2 separate regions of the Pan troglodytes genome follow, and region 1 is linked to region 2. A link is a contact called in public HiChIP or PLAC-seq data. All regions are on one chromosome and are shown on one strand. The core of a region is the stretch at or near the end of the contact, and the rest is flanking DNA. Distances in the headings are between cores, read along the strand shown.

Region 1 (5,194 bases), core at 2,121-4,620, 410 kb before region 2:
AGATCTCTAGAATTTATTTACCTGGCAAAATTGAAACTAAAAATATGAATGATTCACTAAATATTTGTATGTCATGCTTGTACAAGGGCCATGCTAATCTCTGCATTGTTTCAGTTTTAGTCTGTGTGCTACCAAAGCAAGCACAGGTATCTTTAAATTATCCTTTCTCTTATTATTTTTATTTTCATATTTTTTGCAATGACTATGGAGGTCTGATTTTCCAGTTTGCCTTGTGAACAGTGGAGTCCATGAATGTATTTGCTGAGTCTTATGGGCATTTAAAATTGTTCTCATTTTTATGGCAGTCTAAACAAATTAACAAAATTGTTTCTGGATCATATGTATGGTCACTTTGTAAAGCCACAAGATTTTGGTGCCTGCATTTGTATTTGTGTTTCAGATTGTATTGGTGACAAGTTGTACTATTTTCATGAACTAATAAGAAAATAACAGCAATGAATTTAATGCATTAGTGCCAAGTGAATGCCAAATTACCTTCATTAAATGAACATTTCACAATAGTAGAAACATAATATAACTGGCTTATACCATCCTCATGTTGAAAGTGGCCATTTTGTATCTTTAATGTTATCCCTATCAGATTAATGTTCACTTGAAATTTACGTTTAAATTTTATTTAAACTGGTACATTTTCTTTGGTTTTATGTTGTATATGGTTAAAAAGTTTCAAGTGTTTAGGTAAGAGTAAGATAAGTTCACACGGGAAGTTGAGGGGAGTAATCTGTCTGCAAACCATGACTAAATTTTGCAAAACATGACGAGACATTAAGACTAAAGATTAAAACATAAGTTTTGTAGTTTAGAAGACATTTATTGGACCTCATTTTTTAAAATAAAAACTTCAGTCTTTTATTATTTAAAAAAACTTCCAAATTAAAATTTCTTTATCTCAGTAATACATTTCTAAGAAATAAAGGATGACATACTGTGGACAGTGATAAAGTTTTCCCAGCTTTGCTTATGCTTCACATTAATTTAGAAGGATATGTTTATACCTGTTATAATAATTATATTTTCTCTACAAAAATTAGCTGGGCATGATGGCATGTGCCTATAGTCCCAGCTACTTGGGAGGCCTAGGTGGGAGGATCACTTGAGCCTGGGAGGCAGAGGCTGCAGTGAGCTGAGATGATCCTACTGCATGCCAGCCTGGGACAGAGTGGGACCCTGTCTAAAAAAAAAATATATATATTTTATCTATACTTAGCCACATTATTTCAATAACAGAGGGCAAAAAAATTACTATTTTCTAGTTTGCTAGTTTTGTAGAATTTTGAAAAAATATTTTTGAAACTTTATTGAAAATCATCTGTGCAAAATTTTCGGACCTTACTGTTTTTATACATAGTTTCACAACTGAATGTGACAGCATAACAAACTGTATTTTTTCCATTTGTCCAATTAAGTCTGTACTATCCATATTTTTCTATTTCTCCTAAAGGATGAAGACCTACAAGAGATGGAAAATTTAGCCCAAAGAATGGAAACTCAGTTTGGCCAATTTTTTGATCATGTGATTGTGAATGACAGCTTGCACGATGCATGTGCCCAGTTGTTGTCTGCCATACAGAAGGCTCAGGAGGAGCCTCAGTGGGTACCAGCAACATGGATTTCCTCAGATACTGAGTCTTAATGAGACTTCTTGTTTAATGCTGGAGTTTTAACACTGTACCCTTGATACAGCGATCCATAGTTGCAATCTAAAACAACAGTATTTGACCCATTTTAATGTGTACAACTTTAAAAGTGCAGCAGTTTATTAATTAATCTTATTTGAAAAAATTTTTATTGTATGGTTATGTAGTTACCTATTTTAACTTATTTTTTTTTTCCTTTACCTCATATGCAGCTGTGGTAGAAATATGAATAACGTTAAGTCACTGAGTATGAGAACCTTTTGCAGATTTCACATGATCTTTTTAAGATTTAAATAAAGAGCTTTCCTAAATAAAATAAGCAATATTTAACTTTAGAAACTGTACTCTATGAAACGTGTTTTATGAAAACATCTTTTACAAAAAGTGCTTACTTGACTAACTCAGCAAGAAAGGTTTAATGTACACATTTCACATCTAAAATCAAAACCTACAAGAAACTGCACTGCCTTCACTATTTACAAATCGGCCTACGAGGAAAAAATTATTCTCATGAGAGGTGTGACAAACACTAATTTTCCTTACAGCCAATATCTACATGCAGGCCTAAATTAGAAAAAGGCAATGGATTAATCCCAGAGACCTATATATAGAAAATCACAAGAGTGAAACGGTGTCTCAGAGTTAAAGAAACCAGGGACTAACAGAAATTCTTGAGCATGCAGGACGGCAGATAAAAAACAACTTGCTAAATAAAACGCCTGAACTTCTTCCATTGTGAGATTAAAAAACAAAACAAAACAAAACAAAGCAAACTGGCTGAAAGTGGTTAGTACTAACACGGATGGCTACCTGGAGTCTGTACAAAATGAGCTTGCTGGCGTCACAGCTTGAATCTTCCCCCATGTTTCACACTGACTCCCTCCAAAATTTGCACATGCGACCCATGAAGGGACATGAAGAGGTAACTGCGAACGCCAGAGGATTTTCCAGATGGCTTCTTTCCTTCCACCAAGCACCTACTAATCCCAGAATCCACCCCCTAAACGTTTTCTAATAAAAATACTGTCTTAAAGCCAACACAGGGAGACAGATTAGAGCTATACTCCTGTCTCCTTGTTAGCTGACTCACAATGAAAACTTTTCTCAAAAAATCAGAGCCATAATATTGGCTTCTGTGCGTATAGGGCAACAAGCCCCGTTTGTTTGGTAACAAGATTAGGATGCCATTACAAAGTGCTGTTTCTCTTTCTTTCCCCAGATGTGAGATTTCCAGGCGCTTTCCCTGTCCCTGTATCTGTTCATCTTCTGCATCATTCTCTTCTCCATATCCACACCATTCTTCCATCTTTCCTATTTCTTTCTTAACTGTAAAACAGAATGCATGATTCAAAATATTTGTAGTTCTCTGTTACTTAAAGTGAAAGTTATCTTAAAAAAAAAAAAACCCAACCAAACAAAACGATGCAAATTAGGTAGTTTGTAGTGATATTTATGTGAGGTTGGATTTGATTTTAAGGTTGAGAAAAAGTTTTTCCAAATTTGATTTACACAGTTGTGGGATGAAGGGTAAGCAACCGGAAAAAATGTGAGAATTGCCTGTATTAATACACATCCACACACCCAGGCCTGCACAGACTCGTTGGTCCTGGAGAGTAAACGCATTCCTCCCAAACCCAGCAGGGCCTGGCAGGACAGAGGCGGGCGGGGACCTGGCTCAGGGGGCGGCTGCCTCGCCAGGCGCCACGAAGCCCCGGCGTCCCACAGGTCCCGGAGGCCGCTGCGTCGCGGGGAGCTGGGCTCGGGCCGCCGGCGGTTGCGCCGGGGCAGCCCCGCGGGGAGAGCACCATGAGGACTGACTCGGGGGCTCGGCTGGAGGAGGGCCACCTGGTGAGCGGCGAGGGGCGCGTCGGCCTCGAGAGGTGGCGGGTAAACAGCTACACTTGGCAGTGGGGATGGGTGTGTGGGGGGGGGCGCCAACGAGCTGGGGATCACTAAGGGAGGGCCTTGCTCGTGGGGTGCGCGCATCCGCCCCTCCAGTGTTCACAGGAGTGGGACGGAGACGCAGGCGAGGCCGGGACCGAACTCCCGGAGTGGGAGAGAGAGGCCTGGCATGAAGTTTGCGGGGACCTGAGCCCGCGTTGCCACGACGACGCCTCACTCATCTGAGGCCCGGGGCCCGGCGGGTGCCGGGGCTTCCAGCCAAGCCTCTCCTAGACTCCTCCGAGGAGAGGTCTGTAGCTGCCCAGAAGAGATCTGTTCGCCTGCGGAGTCCTTTAAGTAAGGTCTTCCGTCACGCCCCGCTTCCCGCAAACAAATCACCGCCACCACTTAGGAAACCACGGGAAAGCTGTGATTGCAGCGCCACGGTCGCCGGATTTCTGCTCCTGGGCACATTACCCCCAACTCCGAGGCCCCCTTTTTTGGCAGGGCTAGTCTGGACTGGCCAATCCAGGTCCCTGCACGCCGCTCACCGCAACATCCCCGCAGGGCGCTGCGCCCGGGGTACTAGCCAGGCGGCGCGGCCCGATGACGCATTGCGCCTGCGCGCGCGACCGAGCCGGGAGGGGTGGGACGCCAGGTGCTTGGGGGCCGGCGGCCGCCGAGGCCGGCTAAACGCAGAATGGGGAAGAATCCTGTGGTAAGCGAGCCGTAGCTACTTTTAATTGTTAGGATTTTTGTCTTCAGTTGAGCCGTCCTACTTTTGAGGATTAGAGGTTGGGTCTCTGGGTGCGTGGAACGTCATTTTTGCGGGACTTTTGAAATCAGTTACGTGAACAGAGCCCTGGGATCGATCGCGCGCGCTTCGTAGCATCTTTAGAACAATAGCGCGTTCCTGTGACTGTCATTCTTTTCCAATTGTAATTTTGACTACTGGATGGTATTACGGCAGCTTGCCTCGTCCTAATCTTGTAGTACTTGCATTAATCTACTGTTCGAACGAATGGATTGCTAAATGGGACAAACTACAAGAGTGTCTAAAATTTAACCCTTTTGAATAAATGTCTTATGCAAGCAGCATGAGATACTTGGAACATTAAATTGGCTTCTAGGCATTTCTGTTAGTATATGATTCTAAAATACTTCTCAACTGTAATGCTGTCTGAACTACAAACACTTTTCTTATTCATGTAAATGAGGGTTTAGAAGGGTTCCCCCCACCTTTCTTTCTGCCCTAAAACGCATTCTTCCCAGTGTATGCAACTGGCCTTTTTAAAAATTGTGTTAGTATGTGGTTTAAAACCTCCATTTGTTTCCCATTGAATTAAAACAAAATCCAAACTTCCCTTGGTCTGCAAGGCCCTAACTAATCTGGCTCCTGCCTACCTCTCCTTGGTAATTGTGCGGCAGCCTTGCTGTCCTTTTACCTGAAACATTCCAAGCCCAATTTAACCTAAAAATATTTGCATTTGTTCCGGTTGCTCCTTTCTCATTCAGGTCTCAGCTCAAACTCAGAGAAACTTTCCCTAACAAAAGTAGCACTCAGTCTCCTTCATTCATTACGTTTTGTGTGTGTGTGTGTGTGTGTGTGTGTGTGTGTGTGTATATGTATATGTGTGTGTGTATCTTGTGTATAT
Region 2 (5,110 bases), core at 2,542-5,041:
CAGGCATCTGTAATCCCAGCTACTCAGAGGCTGAGGTGGGAGAATCTTTTGAACCTGGGAGGCGGAGGTTGCAGTGAGCCAAGAACGCGCCACTGCACTCCAGCCTGGGTGACACAGCAAGACTCTGTCTCAGAAAAAAAAAAAAAAAAAAAAGAAAGGGGTCATACTGGGGAAAAGGAACAAACACAGACGCACTGAAAAGAATCCAAATAGTTAAGAATATGACAAAGAATCAGAGACTATGAAGATTTAATTCAGGAGGGTGGGGATAGAAATAATTTGACACTGCTCTTCAGCTAAATTTATTCTTTACTTGAAAACTTCTGTCTGGCCAGGCACAGTGGCTCACGCCTGTCATCTCAGCACTTTGGGCAGCCGAGGCAGATGGATAGCTTGAGCCCAGGAGGTCAAGACAAGCCTGGGAAACATGATGAAACTCCATCTCTACAAAAAATGCAAAAATTAACTAGGTGCGGTGGTGCGCACCTATAGTCCAGCTACTCGCAGATGGGGAGCTGAAGTGGGAGAATCGCTTGAGCCTGGGAGGTTGAGTCTGCGGTGGGGCAAGGGTTCAGTAAGCCGAGGTCACACCACTGTACTCCAGCCTGGGCGACAGAGCCAAACTCTTGTCTCTAAAAAAAGACTTTTTAATAGAATTTTCATGTTGGCTTGCTGCCCTCTGGTGGAATTATTAGGGTTTATCACAAACACTGTGGAATTCACTCTGGCAATGACCACTAACACAAAATACCGATGGTTCTTGGGCATAACCCTCCCCCTGGGGAGTTAGATCTTTGACTTCATGGTGTCAGGAATTTGTTATTGGCCTGGACAACAGAAACATGTCTGGAAAATCCCCAAATATTTGGAAATGAAATAACACAACTCTAAATAATCCATGGGTCAAAAAAGAAATCAAAAGGAAATTATGTAGTATTGAATTAAAATAAAATCAAAACAAAATATCAAAATGCATGGGATGCCACTAAAGCAAGGCTAGGAGAAAATTTACAGAACTAAATGCCTAAAAGGAGCAGGGGTGGGGAGGGGCCGGAGGACAGGATTCAAGAGGGCATACGAAATATTTTGGAGGTAATATATATGTTCATTATCCTGACTGCAGTGATAGTTCCACCCATAATATATACAGCCATACTTCACTTAATGACAAGCATAAGTTCCGAGAAAAGCATCGTCAGTGATTTCGTCATTATGCCAACATCATAGAATGTACTTATGCAAAACCTAGATGGTATAGCCTACTACACACCTAGGCTATATGGTCTAGACTATTACTCCTAAGATGCAGACCTACAAAGCATGTTACTGTATTGAATATTGTAGGCAATTGTAACACAATAGTAAGTATTTGCATATCTAAATATGTCTAAACATAGAAATGGTACAGTAAAAATACAGTATTATAATCTTATGAGACCACCATCATATATGTGGTCAGTCATTGACTGAAATGGCACATGAATATATATATGAGTGTGTCTATATGACTGTCATATATGTCATACATATGTCAAAATTTATCAAATTATATACTTTATATGCCATTTGTTGTATATCAATCATATCTCAGTAAAGCTGTTTTAAACAACATGTGGCTGCACTATTAGGTAGTACAACTCAAGTGCAATTACTAAGAGAATACTAAAAGCATGCATAATTAACAAGCTAATAAAGGAGTAAGGTGAACTTTCTAAAATCACTTAATTAGTCTAAAAGAAATCAAGAAAGTAGAGAAAACTGAATTGACGTCACAAATAAAAAACAACTGGAAATATAGTAGATTTTAGCCCAATTATATTGACAATTACATTAAATGAAAATGGACTAAATACTGTAATTTTAAGAAAAGTACCTTCCAGAATACATTTTTCTATAATAAAAGAAAAACTTGAACAATACACCACTTACGGCAGACACATTTCAAGTATAAGAACACCGAAACACTGAAAGTATAAGGATGGAAAAAGATGTACCAACTGATATCATTATACTAATATCACATAAGGCAGACATAAAGGAAAAATGATCCTAATTTAAAATGAGAAATTGACAATCTACAGTCATAGTGTAAGATTTTTATGTTCCCTTCTCGATAATGGGTAAGAAAGACAGACAAGCGGTAGAGTTATACAAGATTTGAACAACACAATTAACCTTGACCTAAATAACATAAAATCTTGACCTAAGTAACATAAAATCAATTATGTTAGTGCCTTTCTTTCCTCATTCATACAGTCACTGTAATAGTGACTCCTGCATGTGAAGGTTATTATGAGAATCAAAAGAGTTAATACATGCAAATTCTTAGAACTCCTGGCATGCAGAGTAAATTCATAATAAGTAGGAACTTAACCAAGAAATAAAATCCTAAGTATATTGCTTTCATCTAGTGGTCACATTATATAAAAATACAAAAATTTTTATAATGTGGTCATATTATCTAAAAATGTGAAATCAGCCGGGTGCAGTGGCTCACGCCTGTAATCCCAGCACTTTGGGAGGCCAAGGTGGGTAGATCACTTGGGGCCAGAAGTTTGAGACCAGCCTGGCCAACATGGTGAGACCCCCCCCATCTCTACTAAAAATACAAAAAAAAAAAAAAAAAAAAAAAAAAAAAATTAGCCAGGCATGGAAGCAGGTGCCTGTAATCCCAGCTACTCAGGAGGCTGAGACACGAGAATCACCTGAACCCGGGAGGCGGAGATTGCAGTGAGCTGAGATCGCGCCACTGCACTCCAGGCTAGGCGACAGAGCAAGACTCCCTCTCAAAAAAAAATAAAAAAGAATAACTTTTCACTATGTGAGCCATTGTCGTTTAGTGCATAATGTCTGCGTACTACCCAGTATCCCCTGCGGCTCCTCCACAGTTGTGGGGTCCCGCACTATAGGAAGACAATGCATTTTAGCTCAGAGTACAGGTCTCAAAAACTTGGCTAAATACTTCCCCCATCCACTCATACCAGTGTACAGGGAACAATAATGGATTAATAACCAAAGAGAGGGCAGGAAGGTCCCAACTGGCATCTGCTCCACTCGGCCCACTGGTGTCTAGATAGGGAACAGTAATAGCGTTCACCACTTCTCTTTCCCCCAAATCTCCTCTGGAAATTCCAGGCTTACCTCAATATTCCCAAGGTTCAAGTGACCAACTCAAGGGCTCAGGCGGCCAAGGCCCAACCTCACGTGCCCAGAAAGTGGACGCACCCAGGGGCTGCTCCTGGAAGGAAGGAGAAATGACGGTGAGTAGAAGCCCATGTCAGCCTCTCTGGCTGGGCCCTCCTTCTACTGATGTCTTGACCCGCAGCCCACAGCCTCTGGGCAAGGAACTAAAGTCGTTTTGAGTCAGCAGGGTCAGACTTCTAGAAGCAGCCAGCTAAGGTAAAATATCTGTCTTCTACTCCCTGGAAAGCAGTCTGGAGAGGTGGAACCGGCCCAGACTTCAGTATCAGGCAGATCTGGATTCAAATCCCAGCTCTGCCTCTCACTTGCTGAGGACTCTAAACACCTCCTTTTGCTCCACCCAGCCTCCATCTTTTCACGTGGAAAAGAACTGCTTGGTAAGGTTGCTGTGGGGAGTGAATAAAGCAATATACATAGTGCTTAATCTCACAGACAGCAGATGCTCCAGAAATGCTAATTCTCTTGCCCACTGGTATTCCTCAGGCAGCCACCAGTCACCTTCTTCTGAAGCTGTTGGCGGGGTACAGGCAGGCAGGAAGCTCAGTCTGAACAACCAGCCTTCAGACCAGCTCAGACACAAGGTGAAACAGAAACCAAAAACTCAGAGCACATGACTTACCTCCTCCAAACCTTTGCTCCAACCACTGCCACTCCCCAGGGAACGCCCTCCCCGTCTCCTCCCGCCCACTGCGGAGAGTGCTCCCATTCTCCACCGTTTATCACACACTTGTTTCTCACTTCCTGGCACTGTGAGTTGTCGTTTATTAACTGGTTTATTTTCTTCTTGGAAAAATAATTTTTTTAAAAAATATACCTTATCTATGCACACAAAGCAGCCCCCCAATTCATGAATGGATATGCTTGTGGTTTGTATTTGCATTTTAATTACTAAGCAATCTGGCTCATCCCTTTGTGCAAAGCATTGCCTTAGGTTACAGTGTAGGAAACTGTATCAGCTCATCCTAGCACTGTTATAAAGAAATACCTAAGACTGGATAATTTATAAAGAAAAGAGGTTTAACTGGCTCACAGTTCCACAGGCTGCACAGGAAGCATAGTGACATCCGCTTCTGGGGAAGCCTCACTGTATTTATTTATTTGAAGGACTGATTTTTTTACAAAGTGAAAACTTCTCCCATGGCCTCTTCAATGCTTCCTTGAGGTCCCCGCTGTTAACATTTTGATTCTTTCAGACTTTTTTCTAGGCTTATAAAGCCATAGTAATTCTTGCTCTGCCACTTACTAGCTGCGTGACCTTGGGCAAGTTACTTAACGTCTCAGTGCCTTCCTCGGCTCATTCATAAAGTAGCTATAATGATTCCTGCATGTGAAGGTTATTATGAGAACAAAATGAGTTAATACATGCAAAATACTTAGCTCCTGGCATGCAGAGTAAAGACATAAATACATAATAAGTAGAAACAAATATTGTTTTATATACAGAGAGAGAAAGAGAGACATCACATATACCATTTTGTTTACAAAAGCAGGGTAAGTATACTGTGCCAGTATCAATCATTGTGTTGCATCTGAGCTCCAATTCCACTCTGTTCTGTTTGGTGACACCAAGCTACATCCCATAAAAAGATCTCCTTTGCCAGCGGCACAATTTTACTGGCTTTGTCAGTAGAGGGCGCCAGAGGGACGGTGCAAGGCCTAGCAGAGGACTGGATTTCTCTTCCGGGTTCTGGTGCTTCTCTTCCTGCTCTTAACGCCATGACTGCCAGCAGCTTGTAGAACCAGTGGTGCTCACCTTCAGGGAACTTTGGCAGCCTCCCAGCGGGCAGCTTTCTGCTCACCAGCCGGGGCTTGCTGACTGCAGACAGCTTGAGTGCTCTTGTACCTTTAGCAGTTAGCCTTCTTTTACTAGTTAATAATTCTTCATATTACATTTTCCCTTTCAAATTAC

Evidence for each region. HiChIP or PLAC-seq counts read pairs in DNA pulled down with a chosen protein or histone mark.
Region 1: an H3K4me3 HiChIP or PLAC-seq map of stem cell-derived excitatory neurons shows a contact between it and region 2, with 5 times the contacts expected there. The contact joins the promoter of TMEM237 here to the promoter of CASP8 in region 2. A contact is called at or near these places in 1 of 7 Hi-C or Micro-C datasets (stem cell-derived neural progenitor cells) and 1 of 1 datasets of contacts at active chromatin or transcription factors (stem cell-derived excitatory neurons).

The regions. Positions count from the first base shown.
Region 1 is chr13:103,672,136-103,677,329 of NHGRI_mPanTro3-v2.0_pri, reverse strand. It overlaps TMEM237 (transmembrane protein 237), which reads left to right and starts at 3,370. Exons shown (of 13, transcript XM_001156617.8): 1 at 3,370-3,506. The coding sequence starts at 3,465. MPP4 (MAGUK p55 scaffold protein 4) reads left to right here. Exons shown (of 17, transcript XM_054679226.2): 17 at 1,463-1,753. The coding sequence ends at 1,654. It overlaps LOC112208448 (U6 spliceosomal RNA), which reads right to left and starts at 144; the gene lies at 40-144.
Region 2 is chr13:103,264,288-103,269,397 of NHGRI_mPanTro3-v2.0_pri, reverse strand. CASP8 (caspase 8) reads right to left here and starts at 3,791. Exons shown (of 10, transcript XR_010150205.1): 1 at 3,632-3,791; 2 at 3,142-3,238.